Linked DNA regions of Mus musculus: all the other regions are linked to region 1. The links are chromatin contacts, called in public Hi-C and HiChIP or PLAC-seq maps. All regions are on one chromosome and are shown on one strand. Each heading gives the region's core, a stretch centred on a gene start, on an enhancer-like site or on the middle of the called end of the contact. The rest is flanking DNA. Distances are from core to core; before and after follow the strand shown. Region 1 overlaps Rfx4 (regulatory factor X, 4 (influences HLA class II expression)). Region 2 overlaps Polr3b (polymerase (RNA) III (DNA directed) polypeptide B). Region 3 overlaps Polr3b (polymerase (RNA) III (DNA directed) polypeptide B). Region 4 has its middle 41 kb from the start of Gm34633.

The links. A called contact is a pair of places that touch in the nucleus more often than the background predicts. HiChIP or PLAC-seq counts read pairs in DNA pulled down with a chosen protein or histone mark.
Region 2: a contact with region 1 is called in an H3K4me3 HiChIP or PLAC-seq map of bone marrow-derived macrophages, with 2.9 times the contacts expected there. The contact joins two enhancer-like sites. A contact is called at or near these places in 5 of 484 Hi-C or Micro-C datasets (the HPC-7 cell line, embryonic stem cells, nephron progenitors and 1 more), 4 of 115 datasets of contacts at active chromatin or transcription factors (bone marrow-derived macrophages, memory CD8 T cells and stem cell-derived neural progenitor cells) and 1 of 9 other capture datasets (liver).
Region 3: a contact with region 1 is called in a FOXA1 HiChIP or PLAC-seq map of pancreatic cancer cells. The contact joins two enhancer-like sites. A contact is called at or near these places in 1 of 15 datasets of contacts at CTCF or cohesin (CD8 T cells), 1 of 484 Hi-C or Micro-C datasets (olfactory sensory neurons) and 2 of 115 datasets of contacts at active chromatin or transcription factors (bone marrow-derived macrophages and pancreatic cancer cells).
Region 4: a contact with region 1 is called in a Hi-C map of liver, with 2.4 times the contacts expected there. The contact joins two enhancer-like sites. A contact is called at or near these places in 3 of 484 Hi-C or Micro-C datasets (Sertoli cells, liver and nephron progenitors) and 4 of 115 datasets of contacts at active chromatin or transcription factors (bone marrow-derived macrophages, embryonic hindbrain, embryonic stem cells and 1 more).

Annotation. Positions count from the first base shown.
Region 1 is chr10:84,883,649-84,889,829 of GRCm38.p6, forward strand. The region is part of intron 15 of Rfx4 (regulatory factor X, 4 (influences HLA class II expression)); the gene reads left to right. Among named protein-coding and RNA genes, the nearest start is that of Gm40728, 23 kb to the left of the region's middle. Within about 2 kb of position 2,758, at least 72 of the 459 cell types and tissues checked have an H3K27ac peak or open chromatin away from gene starts, as enhancers often do. A contact at or near this core is called in bone marrow-derived macrophages, liver and pancreatic cancer cells, where this site is marked.
Region 2 is chr10:84,636,192-84,642,372 of GRCm38.p6, forward strand. It overlaps Polr3b (polymerase (RNA) III (DNA directed) polypeptide B), which reads left to right. Exons shown (of 28, transcript NM_027423.2): 8 at 1,864-1,981; 9 at 3,551-3,659. Among named protein-coding and RNA genes, the nearest start is that of Gm17249, 17 kb to the left of the region's middle. Within about 2 kb of position 3,845, at least 19 of the 459 cell types and tissues checked have an H3K27ac peak or open chromatin away from gene starts, as enhancers often do. A contact at or near this core is called in bone marrow-derived macrophages, where this site is marked.
Region 3 is chr10:84,723,785-84,729,965 of GRCm38.p6, forward strand. It overlaps Polr3b (polymerase (RNA) III (DNA directed) polypeptide B), which reads left to right. Exons shown (of 28, transcript NM_027423.2): 28 at 1,867-3,394. The coding sequence ends at 1,996. Among named protein-coding and RNA genes, the nearest start is that of Rfx4, 29 kb to the right of the region's middle. Within about 2 kb of position 3,802, at least 43 of the 459 cell types and tissues checked have an H3K27ac peak or open chromatin away from gene starts, as enhancers often do. A contact at or near this core is called in pancreatic cancer cells, where this site is marked.
Region 4 is chr10:85,042,193-85,048,373 of GRCm38.p6, forward strand. No RefSeq gene overlaps it. Among named protein-coding and RNA genes, the nearest start is that of Gm34633, 41 kb to the left of the region's middle. Within about 2 kb of position 2,694, at least 52 of the 459 cell types and tissues checked have an H3K27ac peak or open chromatin away from gene starts, as enhancers often do. A contact at or near this core is called in liver, where this site is marked.

The DNA of each region.
Region 1 (6,181 bases), core at 1,508-4,007:
AGAGAGAGAGAGAGAGAGAGAGAGAAAGAAAGAAAGAAAGAAAGAAAGAAAGAAAGAAAGAAAGAAAGAAAGAAAGAAAGAAAGAAAAAGTGCCTGCAGACACACTACTAGAGACTCTGGAAATCCAGTTCAACAAACCTTCAGGCAAGGCAGTCCTGACACTCACTAGGAAGAGGACTTAAAGAAGGACATTTTTTGCTCACTGACAACCAAACAGGAAGTATACATGAGTACTGTGCATGCTTCTCCAGCACTCAAGGGTTCTTCCTACATGGGAAGGATTAGATCGATCACCATCCACTGGGTCTTCTGCTTCCTGGAGGAATCGATGGGGCAGCAGGAACCACCAAGAGCCATATTCCCAATCATGCTTCTGATATGCCCACCATCGCCAAGGTGACTCACCAAGTCATGGCCATCCTGAAGTTTGCAGACCTGACAGTGTGAGTGGAGTGGAAGCCCCCCCCCCAAGAACGACACATAGACCAGGGGGTGTTTGTGGGACAGGAGAGTGTGAGGCTTGAGGCATGTGCAGGAGAGACTAACAGGAGCATATCAGCCTTGTCCTGCCAGGGAGTCTGCCGGGCTTTCTTTGTAGCAATTCGGAGGCCTCAAGATAGGGGCAGGTGTGATGATCACCAAGGCCATAGGAATATCATAAAAGTGTTAAGAGGTTTCTGTGCAACGTGCTGCAGGTCATAAAGGGAGCTTCTGAGAATCACAAATGTGAAACAGGTTCTCTTCAGATGACTGTAGGCTTTGAAGATTCTGGCACATTCCAGCTTTGTTCTTAGGAATCCCCAGAGGGCACTAAAAACATCATCTTCCATAAAAGGATGTATACTATTTTTCTCTAGTACCACTTTCAGAATGCTCCGTGGATCAAGTTTGGATCCATAGACTGGATCTGGACGAGCACTGGGCCGTGGTCTGGGGAGAAGCGTGCATCATTTCCTAAGAAGCTGCGTGGTTTTAAGCACATGCTATACACGCATTATTGTAGGAGTCTTAAATTTGGGGCCTTGTGCATACTTTTATTGAATGATACTGTAAAATTGAAAAATAACTTTGTAAATCTAGTAAGAGTCGTCATGCTCTTTTAAAAATTTAACTCCCTATATGACTTTAATGTCCAATTAGTTTTATTAAATTGCCATTTTCCCATCTACTTCCCAAAAACTTGAAAACAAATAATTACACTTATTTGTGTATGTGTGTGCACATGCACATGTTTGAGTATGGATGTGTGTGCATTTGTGGGACGGTCAGAGGCAAAGTGTGGTAGTTGATTCTCTGCTGCTACCATGTGAGTTTCGGGGATTAACCTCGAGCTGTCAAGGTTAGTGGCAAGTGCCTTTCTTACTTAGTTATATAGCCAGACTCAAACCAAAAACCATGTTTTTAAAGGAACCCCAAATAGGGGCTGAAAATGTAACTTAAGTGGTAAAGGGGTTCCTTGGTTAGCATTCATGATGTCTTGGTTCAGTTCCTAGCATAAACTTTGAATGTTGGCACACCTCTGTAATCACAGAACTCAAGAGGTGGGAGGCAGGATCATAAGTTCACGGTCATCCTGTGCAACCTAGTAAGCTTGAGGCTAGCCTGGGCTACAGAAGACTTTGCTCAACAACACTGACAACAAACCTAGCACCTACACCAGGCAGCTCACAACCTGTAACTCCCACTCCAAGGGATACATTACCCTCTTCTGGTGGACACACGTGCCCACGTGCACACACACACTCACAATTACAAGTAAAGTTCAACAACAAACCCAAAGCAGATAGCAAGAAAAAAAAAATCAATGGATGTGAAATAAGCAAACTTTGGCTAACAAAGTTTCCTATCCCTACCCCCAACCTTAAGTGAAATTGCATGTGACCTAGTTACTTTGTTGGATCTCAGACATATTCTGAGTATCACTGACCCAATGATGTATTATTAGGTTTGACCTCAGAGTCAAGGCCAGCCAGATGAGCCTTTTCATCGAGCTACCGTCTCCTATTGGATGGACACTTCCTAGCATAAAGTATTAGTCCCTGGCATATAACCCTGTGGCATCCTCTGACAGCTGGGAAAGACAGCTGCACAGTTATAACTCTCAAGGACGACAGTTTCTCTACTTAATCATGTCCATGTCTCAGTCCATGTCCATGCAGACATATTTGTAAATATGTTCTCTTAAGACAGTGCTATCAGTTTTAAACAAGTGGAGGAGGTAAGGAAAAGATAGGAACAGGCACCGAAACCTGAGGCTGCTCAAAGCCAGACTAGAGTGGTTTACTAAAGCTGCCTTTGGGCAACACATGGTGAGAGACCAGTTACAGGACTCCACAACCACAGATTTTCACCAGGTAAAACCTGGCATTTGTCATCTGCCCACCCGGAACTTTGGGAACTTTGCCGGCCTGCCCCCTCCCTCCTGGTCAGGCAAAGTTCAGAAACTTAGGGGAAAGGAGCTTTTTTTCTCCCTCGTGGACCTAGTAGGTGGTGTCAAATGGATCAGTCTATTTAACATGACATTGGGCTGCAATTCTTTAATGTCATTTAAAACAAAATGTTAAGCTCAGACTCTGTCTGGGCGGGCCACCACAGGGCTCTAAAAGCCCCATTTATGATGTCATTGTAAGTGTTCCCGCTTTGGCACTGACAATAAAAAGTTAATTATTAAGCTAGTGTTTTCAGCTTCCCACCCAGGTTCCCTGCAACACAAACCCAGCACATCCAATCACTGGGAAGTTCGGATGCCTGATGAAACAGGGGGATTCCTCCCAAATGGCCCTGACTGTAGAACATCTGGCCTGCCCAGCTGCACTTTCTCTGCAGCAGCTGAGGCTGTCACAAAGATAACTGACCCCGAGACTCTCCCAGTAACAAAAGCTCAGCCACACTGAGGCGGACTAAGCCAAGCAGCTACCAATGGTGGGCACTGGTTGGTGACTCATTTACAGTGACTTCCTCCCCACTCCGTCATAGCTCCTTCCTCCTCTTTAAAGGAACAGAATTAGGAGAAATGAATCAGGACAGGAAAAAATAAGATCGTTTCAGGCATGCTTTGATTTCACTTGATCCATCACACAGACCTTTCCCTCCGTTTGCTATTCAATTGTTACTGTGCTAAGCGCAGATTCTGTGTTTCGCCTGCGCCCAGCCTTGGAGGTACAGAAGTGGAGACAAGACAAAACAGATACAGTCACTGCCGTTGGTGGTACTTAGCTTCAGTGGGTAAGAGTTAATGTAGAACTAAACGGCCAGGTAAATATGTAACTCCGGATGGCCATAAGAGGTGTGAGTGGAAAGAATAATGAGGTATGGAAAAAGTGTAACCCGGAGACTGCCCAGCTTGGTGGACAGTGATGTCTGTCACAGAAATGGCCAACCACAAGGAGCTGACTATGTAGGAGTTGGGGAGGGCCAACAAGGACATCGTGCGCACAGGCCCTAGGCAGAAAGAGCCTGGTGTATTAAGGACTGGCTGTGGTGTGTAAGGAACAGGCACCAAGAGAGAAAGCCATCATGCCCTTCTGGGAATGGGTTCATTTGTTGCCCTGGTCAGTTTGGTCTGTCTGATGCTGAGCATGGAGCTATTAGTATTATTAGTGCAGCAACATAAAACAGACCAGGCTTCCCATGCCAGTGGGCACGCTCCTTAAACACAGCTATCCCCAGCCTGAGGTGGCCATGGATGCGTACTGATAGAGGGAGAGGCAGATCTACACACACAATCTTTTTTTGTTGTTGTTTTTTTGTTTGTTTTTTTGTTTTTTGAGACAGGGTTTCTCTGTATTTCCCTGGCTGTCCTGGAACTCACTCTGTAGACCAGGCTGGCCTCGAACTCAGAAATCCGCCTGTCTCTGCCTCCTGAGTGCTGGGATTAAAGGCGTGCGTCACCACGTACACACACAATCTTTCTGTCTCAGTCTTGAAGGTTATAAGAAAGGTATTGTTAAGGATCTCAGAAAACAACACTATCCAAATAGAACTTTTTTTGATTATAGTAGTTAAAAACAAACATAAACAAAACAAACTCCAAAATTTGTCCGTCAGGGCTAGAGAGATGACTCAAGCGTTAAGAACACTGGATGCTCTTCCAGAGAATCTGGGTTTGGTTCCCAGCCCCACATGACATTCTCTAACTCCAGTCCCTATGCATAAAACTCGTGGCCAAACAAAATATCCACACGCGGTTTATACAAGCTTTAAACTAAAATCCAAGCTGTCCGACACAGTAAGCGCTAACCACCATTGCAGCCAGTTCAAATAAGGACCTGAACTTGTCACTGCATTTAATTTCCATAACTGAAGTCTGAACAGCTGCAGGTGGCTGGTGGCTGGGGCCAGGGGCAGCGAGTTCTAGATTCTCCCCCTGTTCACCAGAGTTTATTCCTGAGAAATCGAAAGCAAAGGCTTAGGTGAGATGTTCAGGTAGGGGAAAGGCTTATCCAAAATCCGAAGAAGGTATATAGCTGGACAGTTGGGGAAGTCGGGCCAGTTTACACAAGTAGCCAGCAGGATCTCACTACTTCTGGGGGGCGGGTGTTACTCTGGGGTAGGGTGCTTGCTTAGGATGTGGCTTCAATCCCCAGCACAACTTTATTTTAAGCAGGATATATGACAGGAAGCAATGCGTTACAGACCTTTGCTTCTTGGGGCTCAGTCCGTGGACCGACGCCATTGTCATTTTTGAGACTCTTACTACAGTAAATGTCCTGCTGCTGACCCGGGGCTCAGGGTCTGCATTTTACTATCTCCAGAGATCTCCAGTGGCAAGTATGGTTGGTTGCCTTGGAAAAGCTCTGGAGCGGGGGCAGTCTGCACTCAACATCCAGCTATGCACCTAACCTGAGCGAGTTCCTTCACTTTTTAGGACTCAGTCCCCTCATGACAAAGGATGCTGGCAAGTCTGGTTGTGGTGGTAACATGTCCCAGTACTTGGGATTGAATTTGAGGCTGAGGCTGAAGAAAGGAAGTCCCTGTGTTCAAGGCCAGTCCAGGATAGGAGACCCTGTCTCTCAGCAAAGGAAAACAACACAGAAAAGGGAGGCCCCCACAACCCTGCTGGGGAGATTTAACCGAGACAGTGTGGGGAAAGAGACATGGTTGCGTTCTGGTTTCTGTTGGAAGAACATTCACTAATTCAAGAAATTTTTGACTGTCTTTCTTTTCCAAGCGTACTCTGTCCTGTGCTTGCAAACCCCATAGAAAATGAAAACCACCTTGAGGAAGAATGTTCTTTTGGGGATGGGGAGAAAATGATCCCTTATTGCAGTTTCAACACTATAAAGCAGCCATCAAGTGCCCTTTAATAAAGGGGACTTTTAAAGACTCCTGACGGACCAGGAGCCCAGCCACTGCACCATCCTCAGACCTTGGAACGCACTGGGGTTGTGTGAATGGCGTGAAGCTGGAGAAACAGATGGAAATATGGGAATTAGCAAATGGGGAAGTCCCGTTGTTGTTTAACCTACACATCCAAGAGCATTTGGGCCCCTGTCAGCTTTCGCTTTATTAGTGTCCCTTAAAGCCATTGAGGCAGCGCTTCTCACTGGAGGTCCCCCACCCAGGAGCTGGGATCTGAGATGTTCTCTCTGCTCCCCAGGCAGAAACTGCTTCTCACCCAAGCCAGTAGGTGTTAATCTGCTTAAGGCTGCCTGAGTGGATGCATTAGATTGCTGGCACATGGCCATTTGGAGGTTTTGTTCCCTGGACCACAGGGGCCCATTTTCCCAGGGGCTCTACTAGCTTTTTGTTTGATAATGGCTATTCCTGCCAGCCTGGGCTCCGTCAAAAACAAATTCAATGGAATCAAAATTTACTGAACACCTACTACTTAGCAGGCCCTATGTTGGGGCCACAGTACAGTTGCTGGGTTCCAGGGGTTCAAACCAAAGTTACACTTCTGCTGCATCCCCTCAGGTGATGGAGATCCCCTGAGGTCTACCTACTGCTTGCAGTGGTAGGGGTGGTGGTGGTGGAGTAGGGGTGGGAAGGGAACCTCTGTCTTTCTTGATTGTCCTTTAAATAGCCACAGACCTAGGCCACTCCCCTTAGGTCCCAGGGCTTGAAGGGTTAAGTACTTGCTTGTTGTGACTGGCTCATTATTCAAATCCCACCCCCTCCCATTACAATTCTGGTAGTAAATCTATTTATATTTTATGTATTCTGACAGAAGCACTTTGCA
Region 2 (6,181 bases), core at 2,595-5,094, 250 kb before region 1:
CGTTGAGGGTAACCAGGGCAGGAACTCAAGCAGAAACCGTGAAAGAGTGGCGCTTTTTCTTGCTCCCAGGCCCACCTGGCTAAGGAAGGTACTGCCCACATGGGCTGGGCCTTCCCACTTCAATTAGCAACCAAGAAAATGACCCATAGACATGCTGCAGGAAAGTCTGATGAAGCCTGTTCCTCAGTTGAGGGTCCCTCTTCCCAGTGTGTTAACTTGATCCTCTTGTCAGTTTGACATCCAAACATATCGCGGTTACATACAAACATATCACGGTTAAAGCACAATTTTTCCTTTCTGGATTGTCCCATATCTCGGGTTAATATCATAATTATAAAATACAGTGCAATCTTAAGAAACCCCACAGTCTTCAGAATCACAGTGCTTTAAAGGTGCAGGGTCTCTTTAAAAATACCAGCTCGCTTAATGTGTGGGCTTCCGTAAAGCCCCGAACAAGTTACGTGTTTCCTTCTCCCAAGGAGGAACAGGGCACAGTCGTAATCAGATCAAAGCACAATCCAAATCCAACGGTGTACAAAGTTCAGTATCTGACATCTGAGATGTGATCTTCTGGTCCAGAAGGCTTGGACAACTCCATTTCTCTGGTTCTGTCATCGCAGCTCACATAGCTTGTCACCTAGGCACAGACCAGCTTCACTGAACATCTGCCCCAATCCTTGGCGTATGTCCCACGATACCGGCATCTCCAGTATCTTGGAGTCTGCACTTGAGCTGAGGCTTCACCCTCCCCTGCAGGGACTGGAGCACTTGTGCATACTTCCAAGCCTCGGTCCTGCTGCCCAACCAGCACCATCCGGAAGACTTAGAATTAACACGTGTTCTTCTGGACCGCAGCCTCTGTGTGCTGACCCTGAGGAAACACTTCCCAGATTTCTCATCAGTGATGCTGGCCTCTCATTAAGCACAACTGTTTCTCAGTCCTGCTAACCAACACTGAAGGTTTTACTTCTGCAGATTCTTACTGGAAAATACAACACAGAGTCTTTGTTTCCCTCTGTATCTTTACAAGCCAGGCCCCATTGTCTGTGTTTTCAGTATCCTTACCTTCCGGGCTTCCACAGAATGATCTATTAATCTTTGAGCACGCAATCTAGAACCCAGAGTTCCAAATACCATTGCCTTCCGTAAACCAACATGGCGGTTCCACCACAGAGACACCCCACTTCTGGCTCTGGTTTCTTTCCTAGTTGGTTTTTCTGTTGCTGGGATAAATGCCAGGGCCAAAAGTACCCTGAAGAGGAAGGATTTAGTTAGCTTACTCTTCCAAGTCACAATCCCTCAGTGAGGGGAGCTAGTCCAGGAACTGAAGCAGGAACCGTGAGGGATCACTGCTGTCTGGCTTGCTCCCAGGCTTAGTTCATCTCTCTTGCTTATGGCTCAGGCCCATAGGTCTAGGGAACAGTGGGTAAGCCCTGCTAACGTCAGTTAGCAATCAAGATAATGCCCTAGGCATGCCCAACAAGCCAGTATGATGGAAGCAATTCATCAGTTGAGGGTCTGTCTTCCCAGTGTGTAAACTTGACAACAAAACTAACCAGGGCAATAGACCAGTCATATACTCTCTGTCTTAAAAGGGTGTATCAGCTTCGGTTTCTTTTTGTAAAACTGTGCCTGATACTGTCATCAGTTCAAAGAGCAATGCCAGCAGCCCATCGAATTAAGATTGTTGGTTCCTGCAGTGATGATCCTAGGCACTTACCTGTAGTCTGAGGATTTGGGAGGTGGGAGGGCCAGTTCAGGGCCAATCTGTACTGGTACTCTGGCCCTCAGGCGCTCCTGGCCCTCACCTACTTGCATTGGGTATGGAAGAGGTGGTGAGCTTTTCTTGTTTCCCTTGGGCAGGTGGCTACTTCATTGTTAAAGGAGTGGAAAAAGTCATTCTTATCCAAGAGCAGCTGTCCAAGAACAGGATCATTGTGGAGGCCGACAGGAAAGGAGCCGTTGGAGCCTCAGTTACCAGGTATGGGAAACAGGTGGGGTTTTTCCAAATACTCATCATTTTAGCATAGTGGGTGGTTGCCATCTCATGTGAAGAGGGTGGTATTTCTCTCCATAGCAGGCAGTGTGTGTACAATTCATTGTGGATGCGTCTATAAACACAGTATTGGTTTTAAGATTTCAGCAAGGGAAATGTGCAACAGCGTTTGGAAGGGCACTAGTTAATTTAAGTTGTGTTCTTTATTAAGTTATAGCAGTAAAGAAACTTCAAGGAAAAAGACAAACAAGGCACTTTTCAGAGTTTTCATACTCGTTTTCAGGTTTTTGTAAGCAAGGACTGACTGTTCCATGTATAATATTGAATGAGCTGTACCGTGGACTTGTTGGTGTACCGTGTTAGCTGCCCAGCCTGGCTTTTTTCCCAGTGTGCCCATAATCTAAGCAGTGGCAGCCTGTAGGGCTCTTACAACTTCTATTCTCATGTGATTTGAAACCTGAGGACTGTGAGGACGGGAAATTATAGCATAGGTGAGACATGGCATGCAGTAGTTAATCTTGTGGTGGCCTGAGATGAACCTGTTAACACAGAGTTCCACAGGTTTCTTTCTAGTGGAGAGGCAGTTAGCAATGATGGCCTTTAATCAAAGACTTAGTAGAAACCAGTCATTTTCTTTGGTACATCATGGTTTTGTTTGTTTGTTTGTTCTGATTTTTCAGGACAGGGTTTCACTATATAACAGCCTTGACTATCCTGGAACTTGCTTTTAGACCAGGCTGACCTCAGACTCACAGATCTGTCTGCCTCTGAGACTCTGGAGTAGGTAGTCATGTAACTTCTAGATTTCATCGCCCATGATTTAGAGGGGCCCTCAGTAGGTGTTGTCATGTGTGTCACATGGCAACAGTGGAGTGGGCAGTTAATATCTGCCACTGTTGTGGTTGAATAGAGCTTTTGGAGTGCTTTCTAGTCTGTTAGGAATCTCAGAACAGAGACGCCTATAGAACGAGCTAAATTAGGGTAACTTTACCTTTCATTCTGTGCCAGTACTGTGGTTAACTTTTCTCGATTACTAATTTTAAAATTTTCTTCTTAGAAAGTGGCCTGGGCCATTTTGAGATTGAAAATAAGTAATCATGAATCTCAGTAACTCAGGTGGAATAACTGTGAGTTGTGTTCCAAGCCGGACAGAGGCACGTGGCTGTAGTCCTAGCACTGGCTCTGAGGAGGCAGGAGGAGGAGCAGGAGTTCAAGGCCAGCCAGCGAACCAGGCACACAGGGCAAAGGAAGGCGAATTAGGTCAAAGGAGGAAACCTTCTCATCCATCCACAAAATTCCCACCATAATCTTGAAAATGACATGAAATAGTTGTAGTGTTTTTAAGTGTTCCCAGAAGAAAAGGAAGGAAGGGAGGGAGGGAGGGAGGGAGGGAGGGAGGGAGGGAGGGAGGGAGGGAGGAGGGAGTGTATCTTTAGAGCTAATGAATTAGAGACAGTTTTATTTGCTGAGCAGCTGTGCCTGACTAGATAACTAGCATTGCTGTTGAAGTTCCTGGGGAGGGGTGCAGCTTAACTCGTGTCTGTTTACTTACAGCTCCACCCATGAGAAGAAAAGCAGAACCAACATGGCCGTGAAACAGGGTCGATTCTATCTGAGGCACAACACCCTGTCTGAAGATATCCCCATTGTCATCATATTTAAGGTAAAGCTGCAGCTCTCTTACTGAAAACTACACAGAATTCCTCTGGTTTGGTTTCTATATTAATCAAAATGTTTATCACATTTTATCTATTTTTTGTGCCTTCATGTAAGTGTTGACATGTATGTATGTGTGAATGTGCACAGTGTATGTGTGGAGGCCACAGGGCAATCTGTAGAAGTCAGTTCTTCCACCATGTGGATTCCAGATGAACTCATCAGGCCTGACAGTAGCACCTTTACCCGCCCAGCTATCTCACCAGACCTAGTGTTCTTTCATACATAATTAGCATTTTGGTAGGTAGTGATGAGTAAGCCTTTCTCTACCCTCTCCCTAACCAGACAGTGCTACCAAACACCACCCTATTACTGTCTCCCATGAGTCTTTCAGGAGCTAGTTTGCATATTCATGAATAGAAATAGATCTGTTTTGTTGATGCATGCAGTGCACATTATTTTACACTTAGCTCTTTTTTGGCTTTGTAACTCACATCTTGGATGTGCCTGATCGTTGTACATGCAAACGTGACTCTGACAAAAGTAAAAGAAGGAAGAAAGGGTTTATTTTGGTTCACAGTTAATCATGGCAGGAAAATTAAAATGGCAGAAGCCTGAAGCAGCTGGTCACATTGCATCCATGGTCAGGGAACAGAAGGATAGATGTGTTTGCTCAGTTCACTTCCTCCTTTTCATGAAGTCTGAGATCACAGCCCAGGGAATGACATCACCTAGAGTGGCTGTGTCTTGCCACCTCAGTAGTCTAATCAAGACGGTCCCCCAGCATGTCCAGAAGCCTGTCTCCGGGTAGCTTCTAAGTCCCATCAAGTTGTGTGTCGGGACAGACTGTGCATGGCCATGAGAGCCCTTGATGTTACAAACGTGCCCTGACATGTCACAGGGACATCTGTAGGCTCTATCCAGGACATTCTAGATCTGTTCATTCTTATAGACTTCTAGATTCTCTTGTCTCTAAATAAACTGGTATCTTTACTATACAACTAGATGCTTAAAAGTTTGTTCGAAGTGTTGGCTTAGAACCTGAAAAGCAGTTTCCTGTAGAAATGCTGAATTGATGCTGTTCTCGGAGAGCTCCTGTGGCCACTTACCATGTGTGAGGTGTACATGTGTATAGCGTGGAGCTTGATGACTAGCTTGGCTGATCAAGAGCCCAGATGGTCTCAGGAGGCTCAGCACAGCATGCCAAATGATCCTAGACACTAGCACTGCTCGGTGGCCGCCCTTCCGGTTCACTTTAGGACTTAGCATTCCTGAGCCATAGTTGCTTTATAGTAGAAATCCCTTCTATCAGCAGGCAGAAATCTCCAGCAGTGGCAGTAAGCTGGTTAAAACGGAAAATCATTTGGGGTAACAAGAGACTGAGCCTCTACTAAAGAAAGATGTTCCCAGAGAGCATGAGAGTCAGGGAATCCGACTTCAAGTCTGGTTTGTAGTTTCCGATGGGCTCTGCCCTTGGTCATTCTCAGGTATGGACTGGATGCTGACTAGACAGGTTCTTTAACTTGAGAAATAACTGTATTTGAGATGCAGTCATATGAAAGTGATTCTGTGGGATATTTTTTATGTTTAGCTTAATATGCTTCTGAGTTTTAGAAAGGATTGAGTCATTAATTTTCTTTACCAGGTGACAGTGATAGTCAGAGGACCATTTCATCAGTAGTCCAGAGAGTCTCACACATGTCTGCTGTCTTCCTTTCTTTGAAGTTTGGATGTTCACGCACAGAAGGAATTGTGTGTGTGTTTGTGTGTGTGTGTGTGTGTGTGTGTGTGTGTGTGTGTGTATTATAATATAACAAGTCTGTGTGATGGCTTTTCTTAGAGGAATCCTACAGCTCCCAAAGTGTCTCATGTACATACACAATGATGGAGAAATGTTATTTGCCAGCTTCGAATTATATCTTCAGCAGAGGGCAGTATGTCTCCATGTATCCATGGGACTTTTTTTTTCCCCCAAAGTTTTTGAATGTGAATAGCATTTCTGTTTTTAGACTAAGAGTGTTAATTACACAGAAAGTATATGATCTTTTTACCATGTGTAATGAGATGCATACATGGATTAAAAATCTGGAAAGCTTTTAACATTCCTTTTTTTATCTACATGACCAAAGTTTAATAAAACAATTTCTCCTGTTACAGATTTGTTTAATATTTATGTTGAAAATATAAACAGATATAGCTGACTTAAATTCTATCTAAAAAAAAAAGAAAGGCTATGAGTTAACAGTTTGTCGTTTTTATGATGTAGCCAGTTGAAAAATGAAGAGACGCTCTAAAGGGTGAAGCTTGTTTCTGTTATACAGCTCTTTTTCTTGTGACTTGTAATGAACGTAACAACTTATTTGTATTTTACTTACAGTAGACGATGGCTTCTGTCTGCACCTTCATCGTTAGGGATTTTTATGTGTGTAATTTATTTTTCAGTTTCCTAAAGTAGGATTTTAGGTATATTTTTCTTTTTTTTTTTTCAACTCAGGTGTTTTCAGTCTTAGACACATGCTGAGACTTTGA
Region 3 (6,181 bases), core at 2,552-5,051, 160 kb before region 1:
AGCTACATTTTGTTGTTTGTAGAAATAGCCTTTGCCCAAAGCCACAAGTGAGAGACACAGGCATCCCCACCCATGAGAGGTGACTGTTTGTCACAGCTGAGCATCTGTGTCCTTGGCCTGTGCCTTACTGCCCTTATTTTTTGTTAGTTTTTGTTTTTGTTTTTCGAGACAGGGTTTCTCTGTATAGCCCTGCCTGTCCTGAAACTCACTTTGTAGACCAGGCTGGCCTCAAACTCAGAAATCCACCTGCCTCTGGCTCCGAAGTGCTAGGATTACAGATGTGCGCCACCACCGCCCAGCCTCTTATTTTTACCTACTTTTAAAATCATACGCCCTTACAAGATTCTGAGAAAAAAAGACCATCCAAGTATGAACCTTAAAACAAAAACCTCATGCAGCCTACACGGTCCTTGAACTTAAGATTCTCGTGCCTCTGTCTCCCAGTTGCTGAACTTACAGGACTGTGGGAATGTGCCACCACATCAACCTAAATAAACACATTCTTTTCTTTTTACAGTTATTCATAATATTTGTATATGTGTATTAACATGCAAATGCCAGAGGGTCCTTAGGTCAGAGGATAATTTGTTAGTCTTGATTCTCCCCTTGTATCAGGTAGGACCCAGGTATAAAATGCCTCAGACTTGTTGACGAACGCACTGAGCCATCTCACCTGCCCCTTGTTTCTTTCTCTCTCTTTTTAATGTGTATGGATATTTCTGCCTGCATGTATGCCTATGTACATATGTGCATGCCTGGTGCCTGTGGAGGCCTGAAGAGGATGTCAGATTCCATGGGAATAGAGTTATAGATGGGTGTGAGCCACCAGCCTTGTTGGAAGTCACGTGCAGGTCCTCTGGAAGAGCACTGTTTTCAAACACTGAGCCATCGCTCCAGTCCCCTCTTTACTTTTGCATTTTCAGAAGTCTTCAAACTTGCATGTGTTTCAGGCCTTGGGAATCCATCTGAGAGCTGACTGGAGTTTTTCCTTCCAGTGTGTGTCCAGAACATCTCCCATTTCCGTGACTACGCGCCTGTGCTGTCTTTTGGATGACTGTGTAATGCTCTTCTGTATAAAGGTCCTGGATAAGAACCAGCTGCCCACTGGGCACTCAAGGAGTCCCCCACTTTGTGATCTCCTTAATAGCCTTGCTGTGATCTGAGTGAGATCTTATGTTTACTGTAAACCCTGGAAAAATAATTCACTTTCTCCACAAGGGACCTTCTGTAGATTAGGACTGAGACAGTTTGTGGCCCCTCTGGAAAGAAGGAAGAAGAATCTGACGTGTGCAGCTAGCACTTTGCTTGGAGCCCAGGCAGGGTTGACTGCGAATGTTTGTGTGTATGGACGTGTAGTATGTATTCCTCAGGTTTTTACAGGGGCAGCTCACTGATAGACGCTGACAGGCGGGTCCTGAGGACACCACCTCTCCTATATAAAAGGCTTCTTGTCCATCAGGCTGTAAGTGCCTCAGTAGTGGGTACTAAATGTTTTTGTTGGTCATGTTGCAGAGAATAATACAATACAGAGATACCCCGAGCATATGGGGGTGTTGAGTCAGCAGGAAACTCACCCAGCAGTGAGGCACCTCAGTTCCCAATGATCTGACTTCTCAGAACAGTGTATAAGCAAGTATTTTCCCTTAGGAAGAGAACCTTCTAGAAATGTATAGTTCATGGACTCCAGTTGCATACTTCTAAACTACAAGGACTGCCTTGCATCACTCCTGACTTTGCATGCACCCATGTTCCTTTAGTTTTCTGAGCCATCAGTCTGTGCCTGACAGCGATGGGAGGGGAAGCGTAGCAGGCCCTTGTGCAGGCCTTCGTTCCTGTCCCTCTGATGCATGTTGACTTGGGTTTCAGGTGCCACTACTGCAAATCTTCGTGCCACGTGTCCTCCCTCCGCATCCCGTATGCCTGCAAGCTGCTCTTCCAGGAGTTACAGTCCATGAACATCATCCCCAGGCTGAAACTGGCCAAGTACAACGAGTAAGGCTGTGCGGTGCTCACGAGGGTGCAGTCGGCCGACGGCCTGTACAGCCTGAGGCAGGGGGCTCTCGGTGACTTCTGTGCTCATTCTGCTTCACGGAGGAGGCAGAGGAGGAGGAGGAAGAAGAGGAAGAAGGAGAGGAGGAGGAAGAGAATGAAGGAGAGGAGGAAGAGGAGCAGCAGCAGCAGCTGTCTGAGGTCCAGAGGCTGGCTTGACACCCTTGATCTGGAGCCTGAAGCCATAGGAGGTGCTGGGCCCCGCACAGCACTGAGTGGAGTCACACACAGATGGACACAAGCTAGAGAGAGTACCAACGCCTATTAATTTTGTTGTTTGTTTGTTTGTGTTGAGTGGGAGTCTCACTCTATCCCAGGTGGGATTTGAACTCACCTCAATTCTCCTGCCTTTGTCTCCCACAAGTGCTGGAATCATGGATATGAGCCAAGCATATCTGGTTTGTTTATGTTATTATGTTTTAAACTGTACTTGTTAGAAAAACCTTCTTCCTTTAAATTTCCTCTGAGGTCTTCTAGCTAACAGAATCCTGGGTTCTCATCAGATGTGGAGGAGGTAAAGAATTGTTTGAATTGGGACTGAGAAGTTAGCTCAGTCAAGGGCCTGTTGCATAAGTATGACCTGAGTTCACCCCCCAACAACCCATGTAAGGGCTGGGTGTGGCACCTAGCACCCCTGTAAAAGTCAGATACTGAGGGGGTGGGGGTGGGGAGCAGACAGACTGACCCCTGGCGCTTTCTGACCAGCTGGCATAACCAGTCAGTGCAATTCAGGTTCAATGAGGGACCCCTGTGTCAAGGGCTAGTGTGAACAGTGACTGAGGAGGACCCCAGTGTCCCTCTGGCCTCCACACACACATCCAAAGAATGGGTAGATGTGTGGGCACAACTTTTGCTGAGGTGGGAAGAAGTAAACTTTCTCTCAGAGGACAGCAAGTGACATTTGTGACTCTGAAAGACCAGCAGTCACAGTCTGCTGTCACATTGTGAGTCAGAGCTTGCTCAGACATCGATCTTGATGGAATGTGATCTGTGAAGTCTACCTTTTAAGACTCTCCTCCTACTTCTTTTGAACCTGCAGGATACCTAGGTCTAATCCATGGGCCCCTGGTCACTCATTTCCTACCTTTCCATTGCTACCAGAAAGTTAGCTGTCCACTCTCTCAGTTTGTTCTTAACTGTTGTGCCCTGGCTCCAGATAAATGTTTATATGGAGAAGTGTTCAGAGAGAGAGTGTGCCCCAGCAGCATTGAGTGTGCGGATGAGGCTGAGGAGGGAGTGCGAGGACTTTGCAGATCTCACTCCAGGCTCATCCGGATGAGTCACGACTTAAAGACTCAACCCTGTTTGTTTTCTTCACAATAAAGATGTGGCAGTCAGAACGGTACTCAGTCTGAGAGGTGATGTGAGTGGGCAGCCTTCCGTGCATCTTCAGAGACTCATGGGCATTGTGAGTCAGAGGAGGCGTCCACATCCTCCCTGCAGGGTTGGTCATCCCTTACCAGATCTGCCACCCCCGCTGTCCTTACTGACGGGCCTCCGGATTACTGTACTGAGGTGTGTGTGTGTGTCCTTGTGCCGTGTGCCTGTTGGGCCGTCAGAAGGACCTTTTTCTTAGGTGACCTTGCCTGAGTCTACCAAATCCATCAACGGTTGATAACCCTGCAGCCCCAGGCCCTTCACATCATTCAAGGAGCAAGGCAGTGTTCTGGGTACAGGCAGCAGGACATCTGCTCAGCACTCTGTACGATGCCCTATGTTGGAGGTTCCAGGAACAGGGTGTGTATGTTCTTGGTGGAACACAGTCCAGGAGAGGTGGCCCCAGCCTGTGGTCAGACCACAGGAACACCCACGAACACTGACATACACTCAAGATCTTTAAGCACTTCTCTGGGTGATTAGCTACCTATCACAACTGAAGAAACTGAGGCAGAGTAGCCAAGCCCCAACCACAACCCCACCCCGCACAACACTACCACAAGGGGGCAAGAGCTACAAAACCTCGGGCCTGTGTGGCTTAATCCATGGTTCGACGACAGTGGTCCTTCTTAGAAATTCAGATTCCACTGAGTGTTGAGTTTCCTGTAGATGAACAGTTTCAGCCATCCCAGGCAGTTGTGATCATCTGGAGAGTTAGCACCTGTCACTGTCTTCAGACACACCAGAGGAGGGAGTCAAATCTCCTTATAGATGGTAGTGAGCCACCATGTGGTTGCTGGGAATTGAACTCAGGACCTCTGGAAGAGCAGTCAGTGTTCTTAACCTTTGAGCCATCTCTCCAGCCCAGCACCTCTGATAGAGGAATTCACAGTTCTTCACATGCAAATCACTTACGAGCCATTGGATCTAAACCAAGATGTCAGGAAAGGGAGCAGCTAGGTAGTTTTGAAACTAGCAGAGACCACACTTGAATAGCTGTATGTCTATGAACTTTAGTGGAAGGACACAGTGGGAGCGGGGATGCAGCTCAGTGGTGGGTCACTCGCCTAGTACCCCAGTTCTGTGCCCAGCACTTACACCAAAAAGGCCACAATTCCCTAATCTATGGCAGGTATGTTTTTTATAAGTTATTCTAAGTCCATTGCTTTAACAACTACCAATTAGATCCTATTTATAGTAAGGGTGGGTAATTCTGACAGGCAATCTGTGACGTTTTTCCCTGAAGGATTTTAATGGATGTGGAGTGACATAGGGTGAAGTTCTCACCCACCGTTATGGTGGGTGACACTTCAGCAGAGTCAACGGGCTGCAAAGACAGAGTCTCAGCTGTTGCCAAGGCACCCAACTGGACAGGCTGACATGCCACGCAGGAAGAAAGCCTGCCGAGTCCCTTGGGGGTTCCACTGTCCCCTGGATGGGTTAGCTCTGGCTGCTCTGAGCCACAGGAGGGTGGCTCAGATGATAGATGTGTTTCCTTAGTTACCAAAGTTCAGAGTCCACCCCAGTCTGCAGGATGCTGTCTGTCAGCCCACCCCCGATGAGCCCTCAGGTGGCTTTTCTTTGGTGCACCCCCATAAGGACTCCTGTCCCACTGGCTTAGCATTCCACCCGTCTGCTATCACTATTCCTTAAAGTATCTGTTCTCAGAATTCAGCACACAGACAGGGCTTCAGCGTCCAAAAGCTGAGGAAACTGCCCGGCCCTTTGTACCTCGCAAAGTGTTCCAAATAGTTCATCACAGCACAGGTAGAAATGTGGGAAACGCCTAGACACCAAAGCAACAATCCTAGATGTGTAGCCAGTGGGAAGTGGGGTGTGGTGTGTAGGAGTGGGTTGTATGTGTGTGGGTTTGTGAGTGTGTGGTCAGAGTACACCAAATGTATCCAGCTGCTATGTCACAGCCCCTGGTTTTACAAAACCCCTGCCCAGTAACAATACTGTAAGTTACAGTATGTTCCCGCAGTAGAATACCAGGTGGTGAAGAAAAGGATTTGCTACTGCATGTAAAGTTATCAGTCCTCTCACGGGAGAGCCCCCATAGATTACATATTTCATTGGTTCTTTGTGGCCTTTGGTGGTACCTCATGCAGTCCAGTCAGGCCTCAAACACTATGTAGCCATGAGTGACCTTGACTTGGGATCCTCCAGCTTTGACCTCTTCGGTGCTGCCATTGCAGTGCAGCCCCCATGCCTGGCTCCTGCGGTGCTCGCTGCAGGCTACGCAGGCATACTACCAACTGAGCCATGTTCCTAGGCTTTTTTGGTGTCTCTCAAATTTAGAATTAGGCAGAATCGGTCTAAGACATGAAGCCATCATGGCGGTTCCCTGGGCAGTGGTGGCTGAGCAGGAGGTGCTTCCGAGGTCCTGTTGGTGGTGCGCATTGTTTGTTTGTTTGGTAGTTTCTTGAGTTATATATTCAGGGGCTGCATCCCTGTGTCCACTTCTCCCCCTCCCTCAGGATAGCTGGGACCTTGTATACCGGACTGGCCTGGAGGGTGGGAGGGAGTCTTGGCCGGGGCCTTGGTCCAAAGTGGGTGCATAGGTGAAGAACACACACACACACACACACACACACACACACACACATACACACACCCGGAACAGCTTCAGAGAACTGATTGGGTTTATTGGGGGAGGAAAGGGGCAGGTATTTATGGCCCTGGGGAGGTGGCCAGGGACTCTGGGGCAGGGTTTGTGCGGCCCTGTACAATTGGCCAGGATGCGGGTGTTGGA
Region 4 (6,181 bases), core at 1,444-3,943, 160 kb after region 1:
TAGGGCTGCAAAGCAGCACTTCAGCACGAAGTCTCTCCTGTCACTTGCTGGCGGGTTCACACACACTGAGACCATACACTGTGGCTTGTGCCCCTGCCCCATGTCCTGTGTCTCCCCAGATGTCAGCTCATGTCATTCTGGAAGCCCTGTTCTCTTCACTTCTGCTCACCTGCCAAAGCAAAGCAAAGCAAAGCAAAGCAAAACAACAACAACAAAAACACAAAACAACTCTGGCCTGCAGGTGCCTGGCAGAGGCTGGGTAAGGCTATGCAGTGTCTGCGTCCTACTTTTTATCACCTCACAGGCTTGCTGGAGCCCACCATTGCTCCCATGGCAGCTCCAAGATCCCTTATATTCTCTAACCTGCTATGCTTAGCCAAGCCACAAGCCAGCTCCACTTACCCTGGCCCAGGTAGAAGGAATCCCTTTGCAGTCCCTGCCCAGAAGGCAGGAATACACAGGATTGAAGAGGCATGTTCCTCAGGACCCCAGGGAGTCCAGAGTACTGCATGCTCTGCTCTAGGGTCTGTGCAGTCCCTTCCCCAATCCTAACCTGTCATGACAATGCATGTCTGAGGCCTGAAGGGTGGCCCTGTGGAGCTGGCCACAGCTTGGATTCACAGCACTACTGGTGGTCACTGTGAAAGAAAGAAGGAGCAGCTGCCGGCTGGGGTTTCAAAAAGTGTTGGGTGCATAGTAGTTGCTCAATAATCACTCATTAAATTAAATGCACTTGAACATTTATCAATTTTCTAAGGAAATATTTTAGATTCATAGTGTGTGTGTGTGTGTGTGTGTGTGTGTGACAGGGTGGTAACGCAAGGAGAGGCATTGTAGGCTAAGCTTAAAAAAAACAACGAACAGAAAGTTCTTCTACATTAAAAGCGTTTCTTGGGGGCCATTGGGTCTTTAGTCTCAGCACTCCAGAGGCAGAGGTAGGTGGATCTCTGTGAGTTCAAGGCCAGCCTCGTCTACAGTGTGTTGCAGGACAGCCGTGGCTATGTAGAAAGAAGTATTCCTGGGTTTTAAGAGCTGGCTTGGGGCTGGAGAGATGGCTCAGTGGGTAAGAGCACCCAACTGCTCTTCCGAAGGTCCTGAGTTCAAATCCCAGCAACCACATGGTGGCTCACAACCATCCTTAATGAGATCTGACTCCCTCTTCTGGAGTGTCTGAAGACAGCTACAGTGTACTTACATATAATAAAAATAAAATAAATTAAAAAAAAAAAAGAGCTGGCTCAGGAGTTAAGAGTTCAAACAGCTCTTGCAGAGAGGCAGGGTTTGTTTTCCAGCAGCCTTGTTGATGAACTCACGACCTCTGTGACTCCAGCTCCCGAGGGTCTGAAGCCCTGCTCTAGCGCCCGAGGGAACCTACACACACGTGCGCATGCCCACACACAGATACAGCCACACACGCAATTAAAAAGAAAGTAAGTCTCTAAAAATATTATTTTTGCGCTGAATGTGATAGTCCATGCCTCTAATTCCAACACCTGGGAGTCTGAGGCAGGAGAATCAAAGTGATTTCAAGGCCAAAATGGGCTACATACAGTGAGTTCCAGATCAGCCTGAGCTATGGGTGAGACCCTGCCTCAAACAATAAAACAAATCTTTCACGAGAACTCTTTTTACTACAAACGGCTTTGGCTATCCTGTATTGTCTGACTGTCTGTAGGCATAAGTGCTAATTATTTTCTTATTTTAAAATTATCTTTCTGTAAAAAGCAATCGGCTTTTAGGCTTACAGTTTTAGTCTAAAAGAAGGACAGTTTGTATAGTACCTGGTCACAGCTGCATAAACGTTTTCTTTAAAACTTCACACTCTTTGCTTCTTTAAAACTGAGGGTAGGGGGTTGTTAGGAAACAGTGTGTCAACAGTTTCTTTCTTACAAAAAAAAAAAAATCGGTTGGATTGCCTGTTGTATAGGCAGTGTCTTTTGTTTAAAAAAAAAAAAAAGTTTTAACTCCACAGTGGAAAAACTAACATTGTCACTAGGATATGACGAAACCATGGAGAAGAACTAGAGATCTCGAGGCTCGGCAGAATGGCCGGCGGCATCTGGTCCCAGGCCCTTTCTCAACAGCCTTGTATGCCCTATTCAGAACGATTGTTGGCATGATGTAGACAAATTGACGCAAATTAGTTTAGCACGGGCTAGGCAAAGTTTAAGCTTGTTGAGCAACACACGTGGACCACATAGCAACAGCTCCCAACCCTGTGCACAAGTGCTGGATGCGAAGTTGGCCAGGACCCTGCTCAGCCAGAATGAAAGCGAATTGCAAATCACTGGTCAGGCCTCGGAAAGAAGACAAGGGGAGGGGGCAGGAAGCTGGCAGTGGAGACCGGAGCCCCCACACTGACCCTGAAGGCCCGGGTACAGAAAAAAATGTCTCCTGAAAGTGCCGCTGGCTATGCCTAACCCCCTCTCCCCCCAGCCTCCGGTTATTTCACAGCCACAAATCCTCAAAGGACTGGCCCCAAAGATTAAGGGGATTCCGCCACTTTCCTCTTTACTTTGGATTCAGATATTTCAAGACAATTCCTTTGGGGCTAGTGTCACACAGACCACCTAGAGGGACTTTCTAATTGTATTTACAGTAATTTAATTACACCAGGGACAGCTTCAGAAGGCAGGATTTACCAAGATCGATACTGTGGGTGCCGCTGGTAGGGTTTCGGATCTGTTAAATCAACAGGAAGAAGAAGGGGGGGGCACTTCAGAGCGTAGAAACCTTTGTAGATTTCCTTTTGGGGAGCACGGCTGGGTGGGTGGGTGATGGAGACGTTTGCCTGGGGTCAACAGCGTTCACGCTTTTGTTCACATTACTCTAGATTCTGTGCGTGAATTCTGCCCGCCTGCTCCCCACCCCCGCTTGCACCGCAGACAGGGCACCAGAAGTCAGCCTGCATTTAGTTCAACTATCTCTGGGTCTTGGGACTTGGTGAGCAGTTTCTCTCCAGCAGCAGAACTGAGTGGGAAACAGAAAGACACTTATTTGCATCCTCCTTCTTTTGAATTGTCATTTTCCAAACAAACAAACAAACAAAAACAAAACAAAACAAAAAGCTTTTACACAAAACATTAAAAAAATTTCCAATGTACCTATATGTAAAAAAAAAAATGCCGTAAATATTAAATCATTAAAAAGCAGGTGATCTGCATGCAATTCTGCTTTTAGATTGTTTGAGTAACTGGTCAGGTAAACTTGATGGCTGCTGCCTTTCCTTCTGGAGGGGTCTCGGCCTTCCCTTTTGAAATGGGAGGGAAGAGCCTGCCTTGATCCGGAGCTGGTCGGGGACTAAAAGCAGCACGCGCTTCTACTGCCCTCTAGCAGTCTGCCTGGGTTTATTAGCATCTAGATCTTTCTGAGGCACTCCAAGCGGGTCTCGGTGGAGGGGTGACAGCAGGAACACTAACTTCACTGGATATGTGCACATCTTCTAAGCTCTTAAATACATTCCGAGCAACGGGAATAAATATACAAACAAACACTTATGCGCTGAAAAAAAGTAGTCACGAAGATAATATACAGGGCATGATAGTTGAGGAGCGAATGGGAACCCTAGGGAGGAAAGAGAGGGAACGACCATGGTCAAAGCACAGGATACATGCACCTATACCTTAATAAAATCAGTATTGGGTAGAACGAATAAGAAACACGTTAAAAAAGAATGCTAGGGAACATTAAGAAGAATAGTTAAATAATCATATGCAATTTGACCTGGAACTATTTCTTTTTTTAAAATTAAACTATTTTATTTATTTACATTCCAAATGTTGCCCCCGCTTCCTGGTCTCCCCTCCCGAGTTCTTCACCCTCCTCTTTGCCTCTGAGAGAGTACTCTTCCACCCACCCACACCCTCCCTCACCCACACCTCCCCTTCCCCCATGATCCCCCTTCCTTAGGGCATCAAGTCTCTACAGGATTAGGCACATCCTCTCCCACTGAGGCCAGACAAGGCAGTCCTCTGCTACATATGTGCAGGGGGCTTGGACCAGCCCGTGTATGCTCTTTGGTTGGTGGTTTAGTCTCTGGGAGCTCCCAGGTGTCTGGGTTAGTTGGCACTGTTGGTCTTCCTATGGGGTTGCCCTCCCCTTCAGCTCCTTCAGTCCTTCCCCTAACTCTTTCTTAGGGGTCCCCGACCTCAGGACTTGGAACTATTTCTATCATGAACGAATGAATAAATGGTTTGGATTTGAGATCATAATAAGATAGTGAGGCTATGTTGCTGCTTTTGTCAAATAGAGAATGTTTTAAAAGTGGGGCAGGAAAGGAGATCTGCACACTGAGGGCCATCAATGTTTACTGTATAAGTCTATGAGGTGAGCCCTCCCCTCCCCCAATGAAATCTCCATTCAAAGTAGCAAGTATCTTCAGCTGTGTTTTACATCTGCTCGAGCAGCAGAATTCAAATTAAATGTGATGTTATGTGCACAGACTTCTCTCCCTGCATCTTTCCCCAGCTCTGTCCTGACAAAGGGATAGGTTGTGCTCTTTGTTTTTATGTCACCCGCAGGTTTCCATACATTAAAGGTATTGAAGTAAACGCTAACACCAAAGTGCGATTTGCCTGCTTGGTTGGCTCAACCGTTGTGAAGAAATCATGAGACACTGCCACCTGTTGGAGATGCCATGAATTATTTGCATTTTAGGCAAAACAATTTCCAGGTTCAAATTCAAAATCAGCTGTGGTCTCCTGATGAACTTACATGATGTTGAGTGTCTCCATTTTAACCCCTATGTCTCTCTGTCTGCTTTGTATCTTCTGATAGTCTTCACCATAGCTAAGTGCAGTGTGTGTACCTGCAGTCCCTGAAATCCAGCAGTTGAGGCCGAAGGATCCAGATAACCCAGGGACATCCTTGGCCTCATAGTGAGTCAACCCGGGCTAGATGAGACCCTGCCTCAAAAAAGAAAAACACCGTGTGTGTGTGTGTGTGTGTGTGTGTGTGTGTTTGTTGGGGGGGGGGGGGTTGGATTCACTGCTTCTCGGTCACGTGACACATGACACGTGACATGGGCTGCTTCCCTGTTCCACTTCATCACAGGCCCAGAAATACAAACCCAGACTACCATGGACTCATGGATTTGCAGTTTACTCATTTTGTTTACACTATCCTAAATGGATTTACATTTGCTGGGTGAACTTGTTGCCTTTGTATGTGAACATTGATGCTACTGGCAGCCTTACAGACAGCTCTTCTTGTTTATAGCCACTTTTCTGTTGGTTCTCTTTGGTTTCCTGAGTTAAAATTATTAGCAGTTACAAGTGTATGAGTCATACTCCTTTTCTTCCCCAACGTATAACTTTTGTTTTCTTGTATTTACAACTGTGATGAGTGTGGTGAGTAGCTTGGACTATTTTGCAGCTTTAGTGTAATGCTTCCATGAAACACACAGTTGGAGCTTTTGTGTTTTTGTTTTGAAATACATGCATGGCTGTGTGTGTGTGTGTGTGTGTGTGTGCACATAAACCAGCTGTATTGGCACCTAACCTCAGCATTCTGAAGGTAGCAGCATGGCTGGAGAGATAGATCAATGGTACTTGATGAGTAACCACAAGACACAGAATCCAAGCATAGACACTCACAGTGCAAGCCACGTGTCCTGAAAACACGTGTGGTTCTAGCTGTGAGGGATCCAACACCCTTTCTGGGCTTCCACACACTCACATACACACACACACACACACACTCACACACACACACACTCACACACACACACTCACACACACACACATACACACACACACTCACTCATATACTCGTATACACTCACACATACTAAATCTTAAAAAGAAATACTAAGGTCATTCCCAGCTACATTCAAGTTCAAGACTACACACACACACTTACACTCACTCACACATACTTACCTACACTTGTATTGAAAGACCCACAATGTGAGGACTCCCCCACGTTCTGTCTCAGAAGAGGCGACACCCAAAATCACTCACGAGGAACGGTCTTGCTGCAAACTGCAAGAGAACTTTTATTCAAGAGCGCTCTCAGGCCCACAGTCATACACCTCGCAGGGGTAGAGGACCGTGGCACCCCAATTAGCTGTGTAAGGGGGTATTTAAAGGAAGAAACCACAACTCAAGGGGGTAGGAAGGGCATTGTTGGAAAATACCAAAAATACCAGTTAAGAGTCACAAGGAAGCGGAAAGTCAAGACA